2 separate regions of the Anser cygnoides genome follow, and region 1 is linked to region 2. A link is a contact called in public Hi-C data. All regions are on one chromosome and are shown on one strand. The core of a region is the stretch at or near the end of the contact, and the rest is flanking DNA. Distances in the headings are between cores, read along the strand shown. Region 1 holds the start of TP53INP1 (tumor protein p53 inducible nuclear protein 1). Region 2 has its middle 39 kb from the start of DPY19L4.

Region 1 (5,582 bases), core at 255-2,754, 180 kb before region 2:
ACATGGGGATCGATCTGCATTCTCACCTACCCCTTAAACAGGCATGACCGAGCAGTCGGGCCTCTCCGAGAGGCACGACACATGGCAGGGCTTTGTTAGGAGCTCAATGCGCTCATTGTACCTTGCAGATCCTGCACTAGGAAGGTCAATATCCCTGTACGCCACGGCCAGACATACATTGTGCCTGCTAAACACTGCTGTAGCGGGGACCCAGGCAGCAGATCATGCTTCGCATTAATGTGTAGGATCTAGAAAAATCGATGTAGTTTAAAATCACGGGGGAATATTGCCCAGCCACTTACTGCTCTTATGACATGCAGAGTGCTAGGGAAGTACACGGCAATTTTTGCAGCCACAGCAATGGCTGTGTCACTGAGCACACAGAAAGCACAACGGGCTCTCTGCTGACTTGTACCAAAAGTCTGCACCGGGCAGCTGCCTGCATTGCTGGAAGCAGTTCGCCGGCTCTGAAGATCGCTTCATAATTTATTTTTTTTTTCCGTAATGCAAATACAAACATCAGATTCCTTATGGAAAGCTTGTCAGCTTTTGTGTCCAGCAAACCCCACACCGCAGTGACCGTATTTCTTCTGCTGTCGGCCGGCCTGAACTACCAACCATTAGACTCAATAGGAAGACTAATTGATGTGAGCAACCCGGGATAAAGCGCCTGAGGCCACAACCCGCTCCGTCGCAATCACCATTAAATTTGTCGTTGACCTCAGCCAGGGCGGGATGAAACCCCCAGGCTCTTGGCCAGCAGGGATTGAAGTCCACACGTGTAATTTATTTGGTCTATAACCGCTCACGGGCCTAAGGTCTGGAGCAAAAGAGCAGAGGGCAGCTCTCGGATCTGCCCCCATCCCGCCGAGGGGATTTGGGGGAAGGCACAGCAAGGGCCGTTGCTCCCACCATTTTGTGATGACGGGCAATTAAAGGTGGAATGAGAGAAGCTGAGGAGAGCTCCATCCCTTTAATTACCTCTCAGGGGATGTTAAAATATAAACACTGGCCTTTGAACTTCACCGGGGGCTTGTCTCTTGTGTACAACCCCGGGGCTCGCCTACGCTGGCAAAACACATCATGCTAATTGATTAACGCCCAATTCTGAAATATAGCCGTCAATAATAAACAACGGCTCCTGCCTTTAATGCTTCTGTTGTCACTGACCCAGCGGCTAGACATGACGGCTCCCGTCAGCGCCGTGTGCTTTGTGCAGCTTTATTTGACGTGTCGTGACACAACGCAACCCTGGGGTAGACGATCAACCCTCTGGGGGCGTTTATTTTTTTAATTTTCAGCCTCGCGCTTAACTCGGAGCCGCTGTGACCTCCCCCTTCACCCTGAGGGAACCCAGCGGACCCCCTCAGCCCCTCAGCGGGCTCCCTCCCCGGGCAGGCACCGCCCGGGGCGCGGGAGGGGCGGAGCCTCCCCTCACAGCGCAGCCCCGCCCCCTTCCCCCCCCCCCCCCCGCCGTCACGTGCGTTAGCGACAGGCGGCGGCGGCGCCTCCCATTGGCGGAGGGGCGGGGCGGCAGGGGGCGGGGCCGCGCACCCCCCCCACAACAAAGGGCGGCGCGGGCACGGCGCGCGCCCGGCGCCGGGAGCGGCAGCGGCGGGAGCGGCCGCGCGCAGGTGGGCGCCGGGCGGGGACCGGCACCCGGGGGGGGGGGCGGCCTGGGTTTGGGATCGGGGCCCCGGGTTTGGGGTCCGTGTCCTCGTGTCCCCCCCCCCGGCCCGGTGCCTCCCTGCCGGCGCGGAGCGGGGCTGCCGGGGCGTGTGGGGCTGGTGGGAGCCGCCTGGCGGCGGCGGGGCTCCTCGCTCTGCCTCCTGCTTTATTGTTGTTATTTATTTATATATATATATTTTTCTTTTTCTGCCTTATTTTCGTTTCCCTGCACCTTCCAGAGCCGGTGCTCCCCGCTCGTTTGCGGGGTTGTTGTTTGGGGAAGGGGTTGGGGTCCCCCCCCCGTGTCCCTCCCGCTGCCTTCTGGGCCTGGACGGAGCGGTCCCGTAGCCCTCTGGCGGGGGGGGGGTTAATTAATTTAGCTTAGTTAATTATTACTTCAGTGCGCTATTGGAGCGGTGTTTAACTGTGAGAGTCCTCATGAGCTGCGGGAGCTCAGATATGAAACTGTTTTAATGTAAGGTGCATAGTAACTGCGTAGTTAAGTCACAAAATAAATAAGGAATAAGTGAAGGCTGCACGGGAGCGATGTTCAGCTGGTTTATGGCCTCGGTTTGTTGGTTAATACAGGGAGATTCACGGGCTGTAGGCAGGCTGCCGTGAGGTGGGTGAGCTTTGAGCTTCTCAGTACTGACGGGATGTTTGTGCTTCTCCAGGCTCGCTGGCTGTGCGTAGATCTAGTGGTGAGAAGCGAGCCCTGCTGTAATTAGGGACGGGAGTTGCCTCTCCTCGCTCCTTGGAGTTGCTTAGCATGTCACGGGCTGTGCGGAGATCCTGCTGGTAACAGGCAGTGAGCGTGCTGTGAACCCCTGCCTCCCCCCTTGTAGGTGGGCGGGGGGAGAAGCAGCCCCCTGGGCACCCTTGGGTGCTGCTGGAGGCACCAGGGGAGTCTGCGGGCTGAGGGGTGTGTGGGCTGAGGTGGGAAACCCCCCTTGCATCCCTCTCCCTGACCATGAGGGAGCTGGCAGGATGCTGGGGAAGGGCTCGGTGGAGCACAAAAGCTCCCTCCTCACCCAGGAGGAGGTGGGGTTGGAGGCTGGGCAGAGCTCTGCGTGGGGAGGAGGACCTGGGAGGAAGGCTGTCCTCTCCCAGGAGAGACCCAGGCTACTTCTGTGCCTCTCGCTGGGAGGAGAGACTCTGCCTGTGAGAAAAAACCTCCGCTGATACCTCAGACTGCACTAAGGAGAGGGTTTCCATGTGTTTCCCTCAGGATATTGTTGCTGCTTTGTCATTAACACCCTGTTTTTGTTTGTTTTCTTGCAGGCTTCACAAAGTGTTTACCAGCCATGACTCTGAATGTCCCACGCTTAAGCTGATAAAGCATCTATGCACTTTAATCTCAAGTTGATGCCACTCTGCTAGTACAGTGTGAGCTGTGCCTTGCTCCTTGGACATAAAGATCTATCAGCCAAAGTCTTGTTCCTGCCTTAGTAATGTTCCAGAGGTTAAATAACATGTTCATGGGAGACATCGACAGCCTGTCCAGCCAAGAGCCAGAGTTCAGTGAGAAGGAAGATGACGAGTGGATTCTGGTTGACTTCATAGGTAAGATGGCTTGTACTTGTCACCTTTCCATGCGAAGAAACCAGTCACTTGACGGGATTTTAGCCTAAGAAAAAGGAATGTAGGTAGAAATGTAGGTCTCCAGCGCAAATGGGTGTCTTCTGAGCAAATGTACCAAAATGGGTTATGTAAAGTGATGAGAAGAATGATGTCAGGCCTGTAGACCTGACACAGGCTTCAGCAGAACCTCTTGTGCAGATAAACCCTATTTGACTTATTACACAATTGTATTGCTCTGCTGATAAGTCATTTTACGTGTCTAGCATGGATCGCGAGGGAACTCCCTTTTCCCCTCCCCTTGCTCGTAAAACAAATTTTGTGTACATGCTGATAGGGGTGTATTTCTGTTTCTTTGTTTTTATATCCTGTGTCTGGCTCTTTTTGACCTTGCTGTCTGCGTCCTTCTGCCCTCGCCAATGTCCGTGGCTTCCTCACCTGCAGCAGACACTTGCACCAACTGCTCCGCGGAGGAAGTGGACCTCGCCGAAGCGCCGGCCGCCGACACCTCGCCCGTCTTCTCTTGCTTACCGTCCCCCTTGGAGCACTTGCCGGAGGCCGGCGAGTCCTGCTTCATCCAGTTCGAGTCGTGCCCCATGGAGGAGAGCTGGTTCATCACCCCTCCGCCGTGCTTCACCGCCGGTGGGCTCACCGCCATCAAGGTGGAGACCAGTCCTATGGAGAACCTACTCATCGAGCACCCCAGCATGTCTGTGTACGCTGTCCACAACGCCTGCCACAGCCTCAGCGAGCCTGGCTGCGGGGATGAGGAGTTCCCCAGCCCGGGTAGTCCCAGGTACGTCTCGCTTCTCTCGCCTCGTCGTGAAAATATCTGGTTTCTACTTAATCAGCGTAGACACTTAATACTGAATTTTCCAGCTTATTCCGGGGCGAGTGAATAAAGCATGAATCCTGCACAAGTGGAGCAGGGTGGTCAGAGCTGCCTGCCTGCCTAGGGAAATCTTAGGGGATGACTGGGCCATGAGGCAGTTGGCGATGCTGTTTTGGCTCTGCGGTGCATATTTATGGAGCCCAGTTGTTCCCTCAGAACACACTCCGGGTCTGGTAGTTAACTGTGTGGCTGGTAATGTGGACTTGAAAGCACTTTGCCCCCTCCATAGCTATGGGTATTTTTCATAAGCATTAGTCAGTACCTTTTCAGTCACCTTGAGGTGAAAAATTTCTTCAACAGTCCTGTCAGGAAAGTTGTTTTGTTACTCTAACCCAGTGATAGATTAGGACAAGAGATTAAATCTTCCACACACAGCTTGTGGTACAAAATTAAACTGATGCTCATAGACTTACTCCCCCATAAGGTAAAAATTTGCACTGTAAACTTCTAGCAGGGTAAGAAGCTGTGCTGTTTTAGCTTTGGGTCCTAAAGATCTGGCCATGCAGTAGCAGGGCTTGGTGCACTGCTTCTTTGGTGTTAAATGGCCAGTGTATAGACATCTATATAATATAGACATCTATGTAATACAGCATGTGTACAAATAAAATGTCTTTGCCATCATGGCTCCACATTTGCCTGTGTTCCCTTAATTAGAAATAATGGGATGTTTTGTGGATTCTGGTTAATAAAGACTGACTTTTCCTGACACCCCTAGAAACTATAATTAAAAGAAATTGTAGTATAGTAAGCTTTGAATAGGAAAACAGTGAGTGCAGTGATCAAGCTGCTTTAGGTAGGTGCCCGCTGACTTTTCTGATCAGCTCCTTGCCACACTTGAAGCTCTTAGTTTGAAGAACTGGGTGACTTTGAGATAATGCATGTGGCTGTGTGATGAAGCACAGCGCTGACACCAGTAATCTTAGAGAACAGGGGATTGCTGTAGCTATTTAGGCAGGGCAGTTTGTGATGTTAAGCATCAAGGGTTGAGCTTAACTTGGTAGGAGGCTATGTGCATGCAGCACCTTTAAAAACAAAGATCTGAGGGAATCTGAGGTAACCACAGGGTGTTAGGCATGGCCTGGTGAAAGGCAGCAGGCCAGTTTATCTAAACTGCTAATCGCCAGGGGACAGGAACACCTGAAGTCGGATACTGACTTCTCTGGTGACTTGTGAATGAGAGGTGCTTCTCCCGAAGAATTTATACTGGCATCCTGTATTATGTTAAGCTACTTGAATGTGTTGGGAAGCTAAAGCTGAGATCCTCAGCTGGCATATCACTAAGTTTCTCCATGCTGACTTCTGAAATTGCTGCTTTATTTAGATGACCTAGGCTTGTGTGTAAAATGTAACGCTTTTGGGGTGGCAGAGCTGGGAGTAGTTTAAGTCTAAAGCTGAGGTAAATCACAAACTGGAGAAATCAATGACATTGATGCAATGAGTCTCA
Region 2 (5,472 bases), core at 2,274-4,773:
CTGTGTTATATAAACTAATGAAAAACAGTGTTTAAAATGAAAGTGCTGGCACAACTTTATGGAGAACAGGAGTGGAAATAGCCATGTGGTAATAAACAGGCTACCTGATATGGTTTATTGTTTAACTCGTTGCTCACTTTTAGAGACTTGGGTTTACATTTCCAAATGCCATCCCTAATTCTGAGCCCCCTGAGACATCGGTGTGTGTTCAGCCACCCAAACCTGATTTTGGGTCCCCTGGTGAGTACGTAGCCTTGGAGCAGTGAGAGACGAGGGGCAGGCTGTAAACAAAGCGTGAGCTTCTGAGGTAAACAACAAGCCACGGACACGAAAACCTTTGGACGTAAATAGGTTTTCCTTTAGGAAGGTTAGGTCGGGAAGACCAAAGAGAGGGAGAGATTTTGTGTTTTTGTGGCGCTGACTTTCTCGCGTGTGGCTGTGATGGTTTCCCAGCCTGTGACTGCAATGTCATGGTGAGGTATTTACACCACGCCAGGAAAAACGTTTTCCTTTTTAAAGCCCCTCACAGTAGCATAATAACAAGCCTCGTAATCTGTCTTCCTTATTCACTGAAATCACTCGATGGAAATGATTTTTAGATGCTGGCTGCCGGTGTGCACATTAATGCCGTTTCTGAGGAGAGGCTGTAAAACATCCATCCACACACGGCGCTGCGCACACATGACTGCACAAGGCGAGGAGGCCACCCGGCAGTAAAAATGCCTGCACCCGGTCTAACACGAGCTTCCACGGCTCTTACTGCGGCTGGAGCAGCGCTGGGACCAGAGCAAGGGTGGGAACAGGGCTGGCGCAGATAAGCCTTTACGGTAAATCAGCTATAACATGGCTTGGCTCCAGGCCCAAGTAATAACTAACCAGTTTTATGTTAATTATTTGCTGTCCTTCTGCATATAGCAATAGTTACGGGCCAGTACTGGGCACAAATGGGGCTGTGTGCTGGTGGGTTTTAGAAATCCCCTCCCTCTATTTTATTTTATTTTTTTATTTTTTTTGACATACTGCGTCACTGGCTAATTGACAAGAGTTGTGAATGATTCTCATTTATTCTTTCCCCCCTTTTGTTCTGGCTTCTTTCTTGCAGCCTCTCATGAAGGAATAATCTAGAGTGTGCTTGTAAGCATAAACAGGGGCTCACGTACATTCGGATATTTCATTCCACAGTTCCCATGCATTCTGTATGGTAATTCACCCTTACACGCTGCCTGCAAAACAGCCATTCTCTCACGAGCCCCCCAGCAAATCAGCTCCAACTGGAATATATTTCCAAATCTGCAGTGTAACCACCAAGAAGACGGGCAGCAAAACCGCAGAGCCCACTGCCATCCTCCTCCATCCACCCTCGCCACAAGTCCCCAGTCCCCAAATCCCAATACACCGCCCTGTCAGGGTCGCCAAAAGAGCTCTTTGTGGGGCTGATTGTGAAACTGGTCCAGCTCTGAGCAGTCAGCACATTTTGTCCCCCAGGGTTATATTTTTAAACCGACAAAGCAAAGGGGCAGCCTGCAGCAGCAGACAGATGTCCGAGGAAGGTGTGCCTGTAATTAGCATCACCTCGAATGCTCCCCTCAGTGGAGCCATGACCTGAGACCTGTCTCCGTCACAAAAATGATCACGGTGGGAACCCACTGGTTGTGAGGAGCACTGACTCCCTGGACAATTCCACTAAGTGCCTATCTGCCCCTTAGAAACATCATCCTAACAAGTCCTCTGGAGAAGCTTAGGTGTGTAAATGTTGTTGGAAGTGTTGTTACATGTGTAAATGCGCTTTTGGAAGCATCCTTCTAGGTCTTACCAACTTGGTCTCCGTCAACACGAGGAAATGGTCTCAAGTTGTGCCAGGGGAGGTGTAGACTGGATAACAGGAATCATTTCTTCACAGAAAGGATGGTCAAGCACTGGAATGGGCTGCCCAGGGAAGTGGTGCAGTCCCCATCCCTGGAGGTATTTAAGAGATGTGTGGACGTGGCACTGAGGGACAGAGTTCGGTGATGGGACTTGGTGCGTCGGGGTGATGGTTGGACTGGTGATCTTGAAGGTCTTTCCCAACCTGGATGAGTTTATGATCCTGTGACAAAGATTTTGAGTCTCCGCTGTGACTTGCCAAGGCACTGCTGGCTGGTGGAAGGGTCACCAGTGCGCTTCTGCAGCCTGTCCTTTATCCCCATGGCCCTGCAAGTGCGAATGCAGCAAAAGAGATCTTGGGCCAGAAGTATGCTATTGCCAGCATCACCTTCAGTAGGCTTTTTTGGAGGCAGGTGAAACACTACCAAATCACGAATATACACTCCTCCTAATGTTTGATGTACACTTTGCATGAGTATAAATGGCTAACAAGAAACCAAGAGAGAATTAGGCCCAAGAGAGATAAGCTTTAATAACGCTGCAGCATCCCCCAGGAGGTAATTTGTGCAGCCATTAAATAAAGGAAACAGTATTGGAATTTAACAAATAGCATGGATTAATAACAGGGGGAACCATTCTCCATTATCTGGGTGGGACATGCATTGTTTCATTGATATTGCTACAGTGCAGGGAGATTGAAATAAATCGTGTTTTAATTAAAAAGAAATGGAAATAATGGAAGAGAAAGGAATTGCTGACGTTCTTCTAGGCTACTCCAGAAAGCGTTGTTCTTGATAACGATGGGCAGAGCTCGTGGGGAAAAAATGAAAGGGAGACAAGTAGGGGGATGTGAAGACAAAAATTGAATGGAAAATGCTTCGAGTCAGGCTGACAGCTTGCTTGATAGAGCTCTGGGCTAATGAATATTGGCATGCACTTGGGCCCACCTCGCCTTTGAAGCAATCGGGGTGTGGAGGGAAGGCTCACAACTTTGCTGCTGTTAGAGCAGAGCTGGCTCCCTGTAGGCCCAGTTTCCCTGCTACGTGTGCTCTGCTGTGTTACCAGACCGCCTGCAAACCAGAAACCAAACCAGATTTTGGAGAAATTATTCTAAACATCTAACCCTAACGCAGGAGAATCATAAAGGCAGTGCTGAAGGTACTGAGATCTCATGGGTCCCAAGGGCAGATCAGCTCTTGCCCTCTGAAAATTAGACCCCAGGCATCCCAACGCCAGCAGCTAGCCACCGAGGCACCCACAGTGAGAATTTCTGTGTCCTGATCCCACCTGGATAAACTCATGGGCTCCACCAGGACCACACTCGAGTCTCTGTATCCCGAGGAGGAATAAGAAAGAAAATCTGACCCACGTTGGACTGGGATCTGTGTTGGATCCATGCAGATCCCGCCCTGTTTCACCTTGAGGAAAAGGCAGTGCTGAGAACCGGACTGCGCATTGCTAAAAAAATGAAGTGATGACTTTTCCAAAAAATAGGAAGAGTGTTTGAAAAGCGACCAGCTCTTGCAGTCCTTTTTTTTTTTATTTTTTAAACACGTTTATTTGTTTTGTTCTATTTACAGCCTCTAGTTTTCTAGTGTGCCCGGTTATATTTCACCTTGGAGCGCTCCAGCCGGGGAAGGCAGCAGCCAGCCCTGGCCGCAGCCCAGCTGGCCTCTGCCCTAGTTCCTCTCCCTGCTGCAGCCGGGGCTGTGGGATCGCTCCTTTTCAGGGCTAAACCGTGCCGCCCACTTTTGATCATTAAAGGAAATGAAGCTGAAATCCCATTAGAAGAAGTAAGGGAGACCAGTGTACGAGGGAGCCGGGGTGGCAACGCAAGCAGCCTCAGAGGTTAGCGCGCCCCAGCCCTGTGGTTTTCTGCACGCTTTTGGCAGGGCTATAAATGATAGCACAAGACGTGAGGCGGTGAGGAATAAAATCCCGACTATTCAGTTTTCAAGGAAATCTGCAAAAAACCACTGTCTCAACAGCCAAGATTTACATGTGTCTTCTGAGAAAGAATTACTCTTCTATGGGAAAGGAGTCGTCCCCTGCACTGCTGAGCTAATGATGTATAAAATAACTCTGACAAGCCAAAGTCCCACGGTGGCACCAGCCAACAGCGAGGAGAAAAGGGATTCCAAACAAGCTGTTGGTGACCAGAAAACAACTTGAAGCAGATCGCTAGCAATAAATCTTCATATGACACTGGAGCTGGGCTCATCTTACAAAGAGCAAAGAGTAGATGGAGAAAGGCAGATGGCAGTGCCTTTCCCAGTGGTATAAACAGAGATGAATGCATATCGTTTCTGGGTACTGTAGATGTCCCAGCCTATCTCAACAGCTTAAATAACTGGAAAGAGCATTAATACATTTCTAGGGATTGAGCTTTAATTGTTCTGTGGCTTACAACCACCAGTTGCACCTCATCCTACTTACCGTGGCAATAGCTCCAAATACTCCATGTTATGGAAATGATGATGTTTGACTGGAAATGTTTTACCTGCCAAGATCTGGACTTCATGCTAGCAGTTATACTGCAGTAGCTGGTGGCAGAATAAACCTACAGCAGCGTAACAGGAGGTTACATCCTTTACATGGCTACTTTTAATCACTTTGATGCTTATCTTGAATTGTTGCCGAGTACAAGGAAATACTGATTCTGCATTCGACTCTGCAGCTATGAAAAGTAACAGCAATAAAAATAAAGCATAATCATCACATCTTCCTCTACAAGGAATCCAGGCTTATTATTATTTTATACACACACATATATATATTTTACTGGTAGATTTCCTTAGTTCAAGTATTTTCCATGAAAGTTGTTGGGTGGAAAATCCATGCAAACCATGAAATCTGCCTCAGTATAAGGAGCACCAGAAGAATTGTGAGCCTGATCACACTGAACATACAATCACATGCATAAAAAGAACAAGCCAAAAACTAGAGTATTTATTCTTCCTGTGATACACTTTAATTACAGTTCTTTTGGGGTTATGTGTAGCAGTAGGATGAAATAAAAAATTCAGACAGTAGAATGACTTACCAAAAATACATGTTCATACCATTACACAGGAATAAAACTTTCATTTTTTCCTATGCTATTTATGGGTACGTTTGTGTGCAAACCTTTTAAAAATGTTCTTTTCAACTCCTTGAAATTTACTTTCACCATTTCATAGCTCTTCTGCAGAGCAAAGCTGACGTCTCCAGATGGCAAACATAAACATCCGAAGATGGACTGCCACTCAAAGACACGTGGGCAGCATTTGCCAAAGCTAAATACAGCGCTAGAAGAATTTCAATAGGAGAGGAAAAGTTCTTCTGAACACGCCATTAATACTGGCGCAATAGATCTCACTGACGCGTTGGAGGTGGTGAGCTGCACTCAAATACTTTGCTGCCCACAGAATGACACTTATTTCTGGATTGTTTTATACTCAGGAAATCATACAGTAAATCAAAGTGACAAATTACACAAACTGTGCCATAAAGTGCAGCACACATTAAGTGACACACAAGAAGCATGCACATGTGCACGACTTGGGAAGCGTGCATGGGGTTCAACCATTTTGCTGAATAAATATTTGGGAGTTTTACAGTTCTTCAGCA

The links. A called contact is a pair of places that touch in the nucleus more often than the background predicts.
Region 1: a contact with region 2 is called in a Hi-C map of liver, with 2.9 times the contacts expected there. The contact joins the promoter of TP53INP1 here to the enhancer-like site in region 2. A contact is called at or near these places in 2 of 7 Hi-C or Micro-C datasets (both in liver).

Annotation. Positions count from the first base shown.
Region 1 is chr2:139,280,350-139,285,931 of Taihu_goose_T2T_genome, reverse strand. TP53INP1 (tumor protein p53 inducible nuclear protein 1) reads left to right here and starts at 1,504. Exons shown (of 4, transcript XM_066990605.1): 1 at 1,504-1,634; 2 at 2,950-3,231; 3 at 3,694-4,042. The coding sequence starts at 3,120.
Region 2 is chr2:139,100,447-139,105,918 of Taihu_goose_T2T_genome, reverse strand. No RefSeq gene overlaps it. Among named protein-coding and RNA genes, the nearest start is that of DPY19L4, 39 kb to the left of the region's middle. Within about 2 kb of position 3,523, at least 3 of the 3 cell types and tissues checked have open chromatin away from gene starts, as enhancers often do. A contact at or near this core is called in liver, where this site is marked.